Regions from separate parts of the Mus musculus genome. Here region 2 is linked to region 1. Evidence: chromatin contacts called from public Hi-C data. All regions are on one chromosome and are shown on one strand. The core of a region is the stretch at or near the end of the contact, and the rest is flanking DNA. Distances in the headings are between cores, read along the strand shown. Region 1 overlaps Hpse2 (heparanase 2). Region 2 overlaps Hpse2 (heparanase 2).

Region 1 (5,351 bases), core at 1,898-4,397:
TAGCTGAGTTACACCCATACACATGTATTTACAATGGCCTAAGGGAAAGGTGGACTATACAATAGACTAAAATAGGAACTATGGCAAGGGCACGAAGCCCTGGACCCTGGCTTCTAAGATTAAGTGAATCTTAGGTGGAGCTCTTTTTGATCCCAGTTGTTAACAATGAATTCTATCCCAGGTGGTTCCTGTTAGACCTGTGTTTGTATTCCTCTGTTTTGTGTAAGAATCCAGTAATCTCTTTGTACCTTGCTGGTGTGTCACCCAACTTCCTTATTTTCTTCTGTATAAAAAGTTTGATGCTCGATTTGACAAATTACCTTCAGATTCTACACAACCTCTCCTGTGTGATTTGTCTGTCATTCCATCCAATGCTTTGCCCACCTGTGACTAGAGACCCATTCCATGTAGACAAAGGGGCCCAGAGGGTCTGCGGCAAATAAAGAAGGAATCTATTCTGCGAGTGAAATGTTCGCAGACAGCCAGTGGACAGAACTGCAGTTAGTTCCAGAGCACTAGAACAGAAGGCAAGGAGGGAAAGACATGGAATAGAGGAGATAAAGTTAGCAAGATGGATAAAAGTAAGATTATAAATGCTTCAGTTTTTACCTTTTCTGAGATATTTGGTGATTAAAATATATATATATATTGAGGTTAAAAGAACATTTTCCCCTTTCCTCCCAACAAACTCTTTCATGTACCACCTTTTGCTCTCTTTTTCTTTAATTATTGTTTTATATGTGTGTCTGTGGGTGTGTGTGTGTGTGTGTGAGAGAGAGAGAGAGAGAGGGAGAGAGAGAATATATGTATATATTTTTCCTAAAAAAAAAGTAAGTACAGCAAGCTCAATATATATAATGTTACTTGTATGTATTTTTTCAAGTCTATTTGTTACTGACTGGGTAAGCAGTTGCTATGCCCTTCCCTGGGGAAGACTATTTCTCCCATTCTCAGAATTCCTTACTTGCCTGTGGGGTTTTTGTTTTTTTTGTTTTTGTTTTTGTTTTTGTTTTTCTAGGTTGAAGCCTGGTGAGTTTCTGCCTACCCATGGCTATTGGTGATATCCTTGCTCAGGTCATGTTTAGGCATCCGCATTGGTAAGACTTAGGAGACCCAATCTCACAGAAAACTCCCCGATCCTCTGACTCTCACAGTCTTTCTGCCTTGTTCTTCACAATGATCCCTGAACCTCAGATGAACCTCAGATTAGTTATCTTGTAGATGTGTCAGATGGGTCTGGGCTCCACAAAATATAGCCACAAACCCCAGTCTAGTGAAGTCATGACTTGTTAGGGAGCCTACAACTTCCACTTTATTAAATCGATTTGGTACTTTTTAATGCAGTTTCTGCCAGTAAGTCACTGGTGGTCTCTGTAGTGAGTCTATGGTTGGTAACTCACAGAAAGTGAACTAGTGACAAGTCTAGAGGCAGAGAGAACAGACAGTCACTGATACAATTAAAGAATGTAAATATGAGGGGGCTGAGTCAATACAATAGAGTGAAGAACAATATAATGTATTACATTTTAAATGTATTAGCAAGAAACGAAATTAGCAGTAATATTAGATTATCAATGTTTAAAGGAAAGGGATGGGGGGACAGTATGTGAGCTCTTTCAGCTTTTATCTACATAAAGATTTGAAGCCAACAAAATAGGGAAGCATTAAGATGAGCAATGACTTGCTTCGGAATCAACAAACAACACAGAGCCAGATGCATGTGGCTGATAGCCTGCTGTAACAGCAGCATTACTTTTGGAGGTGAAGATGACACCTCCCGACAAGGTGGCTAGCCAAAGAAGTTGAACTGATGAGCTCTGGGTCCTGGGAGAGATCCTGTTTCAAAATACAAGGTAGAAAAATATCAAGGAGGACCTGATGGCAAGCTCAGGCTTTTAACACACAAGCACAGAACTGCACACACACACATGTGAAAAAAATTAGAAATACAAATGGCAATTTGCCTGTATTCCAAAGGAAAAGAGTCCACAGTTGAATATGATGTCTAGGAGGGAAAAATGAGGGATTTTTATAGAAAATGTTCTTTGAAAGTGGGCAGTTAGTTTTAAAAGAAAACACTATGGGAAAGCAAAGTTTGCTTTTTGGTTCAATTGATACTGCAGTAAATTTTAAGAAAGTACTCTAGTTTGGCAAGACCATAAATACAGCAGATGCGGGACATACCCTGCTTGGAGGTCCCTTGAAGAGAACCTGCTGCTAAAACATAGCTCTCAGATGGGTGTGCCATCTGCTGTTACACCTCCAGTTGCTCTGCAGTTCACTACCGGAACCTCTCCCACTAAACACTGGATGGCAGAGCACTATAGGGGCAGTAGAGGTAGCCCAGCTCACCATCCCATATGCATGATTTCTCTACTAGGGAACGTCTGCTTAATGACTTCCCTGGACAAGACTTCCTCAGAGTTGTGATGCAGCCCAAGGCTCTTCTGCCAAACCCTCTTCCCATCTGCTATTCCTTTCTCAAGTGTCTACATCTCCAGCTGGAGACTCTTGCTGCCCACTGTGCTTTCCTCCCCTTTACTCTGCACAGATATTTCTCAAGATAGAACTTAATCCCCGTCTAGTCTCTGCTACTCAAAAGTCCTAAGCTGATACAGTGGTTTAAACAAGTTAATTAAGAATAATAATCACAGGGGAAGGCAAATCCTCCTTCAGAGAGTCTCACCTCAGCTACCTCTGGAGGCACGAATCTAGCTGACCCTGAGGATTTTTCTGCGCTTACACAATACTGCCTAGTGTTTAACAGCCCGCACAGTCAGACACTTTATTCCTAACTTACCCACCTCCCTTGGGTCATATGTTCCATTCTAACTTCCAGAACATCTTTTACTAACATTTCATATAATTGAATTAAATTAGATTAAACTTCCCATAAAAACTGAATTGAACTAAAAATAGTGAAAACTCTATCCATAAGAATTTTATTTTGAACAGAATGAATTCTCAACTTAAATAATCACAGTCTCCTCTTTGAGCCCCAGAGGCACAAGCAATTCAGGCAGACAGCATAGACTCCTCTTGAGTACAGCGGTCATCTCCCTCTCAAGAGAATTTGCCTTTCCTGCTGCTCACAGCTTCATCCAGCTGCCAGTAGAATATTTGGATGACATTTTCTGACAGTCAACACATAGGAATTCTGGTCAAGGGAGGTGATCTGGCACAGCAGCTCAGCATGTAAGCTCTGCGCTCCTACATGCGTCCTTCTAAACCAGGCTCCATTAGGGTTCGCCGTGAGTGACCAGGGGTATTTTTTTTTCCTCCTTCTTAATCTCAGCCCCCTTAGCTGTAAATTGGAATCTGTTTTGTGCTTGTTGAAAGGGTTAAAGGGACTAAGGTTGGTTATACACTCAGCACAGATCCTGGCATGCAGTAAGGACTCTGGAACTGGGATTATTTACTCGTGTCATCATTGTTAGTGGGAGCATCTGCTCGGAGAGTGGACAGAGTTACTACTCCACACTTGGAGAAGCCAGTGGTCATATAAAATGCTCTGGCTTCTTTTCTGACGAGAAAGCTGAGAAGCTATGTAAGTGGCCACACATTAAGGCTCAGCCTTCACTCACAGCAGCAGAGGGAAAGCTGGCCTCTCTCTGAATAAGGGACAGACAGCTGGAAAAGGCCAGAGGGGGGATTACCACACGATTACGGCGGTCAGGGGAGAGCTGGAGTAACTATTTTAACAGACGATTTGTGCTCCAATTACCATCTAAATGTTCATGGTAAATAAGGATCCATAAAAACGCATCTGTAAACCCCAAGTTTAGTGACTGGAGCTTTGCATGGTTCATTAGCACACACTTCTTTGCCCAATCGTGACGTCACTTATCAGCACAGACTCTCTTTTCAAAGTCTCTTCCCCAGGAGTTGAAGCCAGTGCCTTGTGATGAAATCTTTCTAAGCAAGTATCTTCCACATTGTTCTGTCAACTCTTGCCCTGTTCTTCTTTTAAGGCAAATGTTAGTGATTACAAATTAGTAGGTGACAGTTCATGGGGAAGACTGGTGTGCTGATCAGCTGTAAGAGCTAAATATAGGATATGTATTTAAAACATTTCAATAAGTAATCACTATAAAATTCTTGGTGAAATTTAAAAATGTTTAAATGTTTGATACTGTATCAAAATCCCATGTCTATCTGAAGGACGTGCAGAACACCTCCGTTTAGACCCTATGACAAAGTGTTTAATGCATGTATACCTCTATTAGTGGCTTCGAGGTTCGACGCTGAGGACACTGGACTGAAGAGAGAGCCCTTTTCCATAGAAGCTGCTTATCTCAGGTGTTTTATCACAGGAAAAAAGTTGGCTCAGATAACTATTGCCTTTTAATGATCCCCAAGGATGGCATCTCAGGTGTGGGGAACAGAGAAGGTAATGAAGGTGACTACAGTAACAGAACCTGAGACAACCTTAAAAAAATAAGGGGGAAAATGCGTCATGAAGTTGGGTGTGGGTGGAGTCAATCTGAAGGGACTCAGGGGAAGAGTGGGGTAAATATGATTGAAATACACCGGATACATATATGAAATGATGAGGAGTTCGTAAAAATGTAATCGTTTTTAAAGGATGTCATGTAAGGTCCAGCAAGATAGTTCAGTGAGGTAAAGGTTCTTGCTGCTCAGCCTAACCATCTAAGTTCAAGCCCTGGAACTTGTAGAATGAGAGAACAGACTCTAGAACCTGCTCTCTGACCTCCACAGATAGACAGACACACTGTGACATGGCCCATGCAAGCGTGCGTGCACACACACACACACACACACACACACTCAATAACAAGCATTCCCTTATTAAAGTTTTGATGTCTGTGAGCCTGGAGTGTGACGGCTGGGGTGTGGAGGGCTAAAGGCACTCTAATCATCCTGATGTATAACTTATATACGTAAAATTTTCTTTTTCTGTCTTGCTGATTTATCAATTTAATTGACTTTTTCAAAGAATCAATTTTGCTTTCACCGATTTTTATCTGTTGTTTTGTTTTAGATTTCATTGATTTCTGTTCTTACTTTTATTATTTGTTTTATTACTATTATTTTATTACTTCATTTTGAATAATTTATTATTTCCCTTAAATGTCCTCTTTATCTCATGAATTGTTAAAATATTTTTATTGGTTTCCAGGCTTTTAATATTTGCCTATCTTTTTGCTATTGATGACTTTATTTCTATTGTAATTAAATAACCATTCTGTGTGATTTCAATTTTTTAGATTTGCAAATTTTGTTTCATGGCCAAGGAATTTGTTTATTTTAGTAGCTTGTCTTTGAGCCTCATAAGCCAGAATGCTCTCTGTCGTAAGGTGGAGGAGCCTGTAATTGTTAATAGGAAGCTT
Region 2 (5,780 bases), core at 2,713-5,212, 150 kb after region 1:
AATATCAGTCTTCTGGAAGATGGGAAAGGGCTTTACATTGATCATACGCTTCCTGTTCATTGTCTTGATTGTGCCACTGATCATACTAGAATATGGAGAACACATAATGTAAGTCCAAAAAGAGATTACTTAAGCCAATAATACCTAATTTTTCCAAAATAGTAGCATCCCTGATGACCAGGTATGTGTGTGGCACTGCAAAAGACATCATAATCAGTTGAACAAGAAGGAACAAAGAACCTCTTAGCCATTTTAATATTAAATTTTAATTGTCACTGTGATGTTGGAAAGTGAGTGTCGTGATTTGAATGAGAAATTCCCATCATGGGTCATGTATTTGAAAATATGATCCCCAGTTAGTGGTGCTGTTTAGAAAAGTTATGGAATTTTAAGATATGGAACACCAATAAAGAAAGTATGCCACTGGTGTCAGGCTTTCCTAGTTCACAACGTTGCCCATTTCTAGTATGTGCTGTCTGCTTCCTTTGTGCAGTTGCAATGTAATTTTTCAAATATATTTTTCAGCTTCCTTCTCTTGCCACCATTACAGCCTCTAGCCCTCTTGAACTGTAAGCCAAAATAACGTTTCTTCTTTAAGGTACCTCAGCTACCTTACCACAGCAACAGAAGTAACTAATAAGGAAGCTGGTACAGAGCAGTGGAGGTGTTGCTGTGAGGAACCTGCTTGTATATTTTTTTGGAAGATGTGAACAACTTTAGACTTAAAGAGTGGTTGAATACTATATGCAGAACGTAACAGGCTATCCTGATACACAGCAGTAATGCTGACAATAAAGGCATGGTTCATAACGTTTCAGAGGAAAAGGAGGTCTCTATTAGCAACTGAAACCATTATAGAACCTACTCATATGATATTTTTGCAAAGAATTTTTTTGTTTGTTTTTTCGAGACAGGGTTTCTCTGTATAGCCCTAGCTGTCCTGGAACTCACTTTGCAGACCAGGCTGGCCTCGAACTCTGAAATCTGCCTGCCTCTGTCTCCTGAGTGCTGGGATTAAAGGTGTACACCACCATGCCCAGCTTTTGCAAAGAATTTGATTGCCTTCTGTCTGTGTCCTAAGAACTTGCCTGAGGCTAAATTTTAAAATAATGAATTAATTTCTTTGATAGAAACAACACTGAGTCTGTAACATGATTATTACTGACTATTCTTATGCAGAGCCACAATGAAATAAAGCAATAGTAAAAGAGTTATGAATTTGGGCTGGAGGCTGGCTGAGAGGTTAAGAGCACTGGCTTTTCTCCCAAAGGTCCTGAGTTCAATCTCCAGCAAACACAGAAATGGTGTCCATATATAAGATCTGGTGCCCTCTTCTGGCCAGTAGGCATACATGCATTTGGAACATTGTATACATAATAAATAAATCATCATGGATTCTTTCTTCATGATTTCAAACAGCCATGAATTCCAACAGTAGTGGTTTAGTGGTTTTCTCCCTCATATTCTCTAGTTTTCCTTGAGTATTCTCTTTGTCCTCCCACTGTGTAAAGATTTCTATCCTGTTATCACAGGAGAAAAGGGTCCTCAATATATAAGAACACTTTGATAATAAACTTCTCAGCCTTCATCTGTGAGCCAACAAGTTTTTATTCATTACAAATTATCTGATGTCATAGTAGTACAAAATGCATTAAGATAACCATCTAGTGTTCTTGTTGCTATGTGGGAATTGGGACTCAGAAACCTACTGCAAAGCAATGATTATTTTGTCAGTTATGCTTGCTGTAAAAATAAGATCATTTTTCTATGGCATAGGAATCTCACATTTCCTGCAAGTAGCCAAGAAATGCTGATAAGCTCTCCTCTGTTAGTCTACAAGTAAGATAAAATTCTCAGACCATTCACAGTAGATGACCTTATGATGCTAGATAGGTAGGATCCCAAATATAAAAAGTGATCTCAAGACATTGTTGGATTCTTCCTGACTTTAAGTAGAACACTTATGATATTTCATCATTAATTATAACAAATAATACATTGCTCGGTGGATACCATTTCCTCAGATTAGGAACAATGGTTAAATAGAAATCCTAACCTTCAGATGGATCTTGGAGTTCAAGGCCAGCCTAGTGTACAGAGCAAGCTCCAGGACAGCCAATACTGTCTGTCTCTTAAAAAAAAAAATAAGAAACTGATGTCTTAATGCTCTAAAACATTTGATATAGCTCTTCTTATAACCCAAATCGATGGTTAGTGATAAGAAATCTAATGGAGACCAGCCTGTAAGAAGAGACCAAGAAATAAAGATGGAGCAGAGCCAACCAGTGATTGCCCAAACATGAGACCCATCCCATTGGAGAGAGCCAACCCTTAACACTCACTATTAACAACTCTCTGCTATGCATGCTGTCAGGAACCTAGTATGACAGTCTCCTGAGAGGTTTCATCAAGTAGTGGATGGAAACAGATGCAGAAAACCACAGCCAAACAACAGACATAGCTTGGAGAGTCTTGTGGAAGAACTGGTGATAGAATTGAGCAAGCCAAAGGGATCAAGGACACAAGAAGAAGACCTACATAGTCAACTAACCTGGGCCCATGGGGGCTCACAAAGACTAAACCACCAATCAAAGAGCATGCAGTGGCTGGACCTAGGCCCCCTACACACTTGGAGCAGATATGCAGCTTGGTCTCATGTGTGTCCCCTATCAATTGGAGCAAGCACTGTCTCTGATTCTGTTGGACCCTCCCTTCCCTTAACTGCACTGCCTGGTTGGGCCTAGGTGGAAGAGAATATGCTTAGTCCTTCTGGGACTTGATGCCCCCGGGGGGGGGGGGTACCCAAGGGGGATTACTGTATTGTGAGGAGAATGGGAGGGATTTGTAAAGGTGGGACTGGGAGGAGAGGAGGGAGAATAGCTGCGATTAGGATATAAAGTAAATAAATAAGTTAATTTAAAAAAAAAAAAGAAGAAATCTAATGGGATTTCAGACACCACAGTTCGTTAGCTGTCCTCCAGAACACCTATAATTCTTACCTCCCACCACCACCAGAAACATACTCAATCTCAACAACTGAAAATCCCATTGTTTCAAATATTTTCTAGAGCAGTGGTTGGTTGGTAAACCTTTTATAGTCACACAGTGAGTATTTTAGGTTTTGCATCTGATACTCTGCTTCAGCCACTCACCTCTGCTATTGTAATGCAAAAGCAGTCATAGATAGTATATAAATGAATGGGTGTGGCTATGCTCCAACAGATCTTTAATAAGACAGATGGTGACCAATTTTGATCTGAAAGTATACTTCCCTGGCTTCTGCTCTAGAGATAAAGGTAAAGCAGTAAACACCTTCCTGTTTCACAGAGAAAGAAATGAAGGTTAACCAAGGGGTGGCGGTGCATGCCGTTAATCCCTACACTAGAAAGGAAGAAACAGATGGATCTCTGAATTCAAGGCCAGCCTAGCATTACTGAGCAAGTTCCAGTAAAGCCAAGGCTATATGGAGAAACACTTCCCCACCCAAAAAAACCTAAACAAATAAATAGAAAATAAAAATAAATTTAAAAAAAAGAAGAAATGGGCCGGGCGTGGTGGCACACGCCTTTAATCCCAGCACTTGGGAGGCAGAGGCAGGCGGATTTCTGAGTTCGAGGCCAGCCTGGTGTACAGAGCGAGTTCCAGAACAGCCAGCCAGGACTACACAGAGAAACCCTGTCTCAAAAAACCAAAAAAAAAAAAAAAATTGGAAGTTGATGTAAAGAGAATTTTCAGAAGTTTTAGTGATTTTCATTATAAGCAAAGATTAGAACCTAGGCCTCCTAACTGCTGATGCTCTTTGGATTAATTATATCATCCAACAGAATAAATGACCTCTGACAGAATCAAACTCAGTAAGTATTTTTTCTACTTGTACTAAATGTATGCAAATATATATGGATACTTGGCAGATGTCCATGAATATTTAAGTCTCTTCTGAAGCTTTCTCTCTCTCTCTCTCTCGCTCTCACTCTCTCTCTCATCTGCATTATTTCTCCAGTTCTTCTGCATCATTCCCAGATGAAGAAATCAGTTTCATTTCAAGACTGTTCATAAAAATATTCACAACTGTGTCTGATGCTCAGGCATGCAGCAGAGTCATCGTACCACTAATACGCATACATCATTCCTCTGTGAGCTGTCTCTAGGGCCTGCCCCACTGTGTTGACCACAGCTCTGATTTGTCATCTGTATACTAGTAAATAGTCCTCATATCCAAGCAACCTGAAGATCTGGATCTAGTATTAATCTAAACAAAAAATGATTATCAGAACTGCTTTATTTCTTTCATCTGCAATTTCTGAGATTCCATTCACTAAGATATTTTCTTTGGCTCATGATGTTTTCCACGAAAGTGATAAATAAAAGGACTATAATAAACCATACATGTCAGCACTGACATATAAAGCTGGTAACAACCCATTATGAAAAAAAAAAATGGGCTGAGACAAGAGCAGGTACATAATCAGGCTAGGTAAAATGAAGACATCTGTTGGTTGAACTCAGGGTGTCTTTGGGCATTCTAAACCAAACTCCGAGGATCCATAGACCCATTGTGTAAATACCATGAGTACATCAACACACATTCTTTTATTTTTTATTTATTTTATGTACATTGGTGATTTGACTGCATATATGTCTGTGTGAGGATGTCAGATCCTCTGGAACTGTAGTTATAGACAGTTGTGAGCTGCCATTTGAATGCTTGCAATTGAACCCACATTCTCTGGAAGAGCAGCCAGGGCTCTTAACCTCTGAGTCATCTCTCCAGGCCCCAGAAAACATTCTTTTAAATATAATATTCAGTTATATTTGTTCTGAACTTAGAAAAAAGAGAATTATTTTTGTGGTCTGAAGAACTGAAAGAAAAATTCCACGAAGCATGCAAATTTACATTATTTTTTAAAAAGTTAAAAGATGCATGGTTAATACAGTTGTGCATTTTTTCTTTTACATTCATCATCTTCAAACAATAAAGAATCAAAATGTTCAGAAGTCGTAGATTTACCCCAGTTCTAAGAGCATTGCAGAAAGACTCCTTTCTTGGTAATGGTTTATTATCAGCTGCACTAAAATAGTAGTCATAAATGCAAAATATGGCCAATGGTTTGGCATATTTGATAACTGAGCAGCAATAATCTTTTGTGGTAATTTCTATTGGAATCTAATATACTAAAGATCCTTTAGAAGTTGGAAATGTTGGGTGAGTAGGGATTTAGGAGAGAAAATTGGAAGAGTTAGGGTAGGAAGATGAATATGGTCAGAATACATGCTATGAAATTCAATAATTCTCAAAGAATTACTAAAATACTATTTTTTAAATGCCTTGGAAGTTAAATGAATGATAAGTAAAGAAAAGAGTAAGAATTACCCTTCATGTAGACATTTGAATGAATAGGTTCACCGAACCTCCACTCTGCTCATTACTACCTTCTTGGAGAATTAGCTTTCCATGGCTGGGTAAGCAGGCTATGAGCAGAATATTAATATTTCTGGCTTATCATTGTGTTAACATAAGTTCACCAAATAGAAATGTATAATCCAAAGTTGAGGACAACAAAATCAAAAAGTAGAGAATTTGAAAGATAGAAAAGATTTAGGTATCTAAAATTTTATAAGGCTTTGTGGAGCATCATCAGATCTTTGCCTAACCTGGAAGCAAACCAAGTTTTCTCATGTGGATGGTTTTGGAGCCTCCTAGTGGCAGCCTCAGGGGACCTAGAGAGCTAGCACAGAAAGGATGAGGCTTTGAAGAAAAGAGTTCATTATACATGCTGATT

What was found. A called contact is a pair of places that touch in the nucleus more often than the background predicts.
Region 2: a contact with region 1 is called in a Hi-C map of adipose-derived mesenchymal stem cells, with 2.0 times the contacts expected there. The contact joins two enhancer-like sites. A contact is called at or near these places in 3 of 484 Hi-C or Micro-C datasets (Sertoli cells, adipose-derived mesenchymal stem cells and uterus).

The regions. Positions count from the first base shown.
Region 1 is chr19:43,152,669-43,158,019 of GRCm38.p6, forward strand. All of the region lies in intron 3 of Hpse2 (heparanase 2), which reads right to left. Among named protein-coding and RNA genes, the nearest start is that of Hpse2, 230 kb to the right of the region's middle. Within about 2 kb of position 3,148, at least 11 of the 459 cell types and tissues checked have an H3K27ac peak or open chromatin away from gene starts, as enhancers often do. A contact at or near this core is called in adipose-derived mesenchymal stem cells, where this site is marked.
Region 2 is chr19:43,305,634-43,311,413 of GRCm38.p6, forward strand. The region is part of intron 2 of Hpse2 (heparanase 2); the gene reads right to left. Among named protein-coding and RNA genes, the nearest start is that of Hpse2, 80 kb to the right of the region's middle. Within about 2 kb of position 3,963, at least 2 of the 459 cell types and tissues checked have an H3K27ac peak or open chromatin away from gene starts, as enhancers often do. A contact at or near this core is called in adipose-derived mesenchymal stem cells, where this site is marked.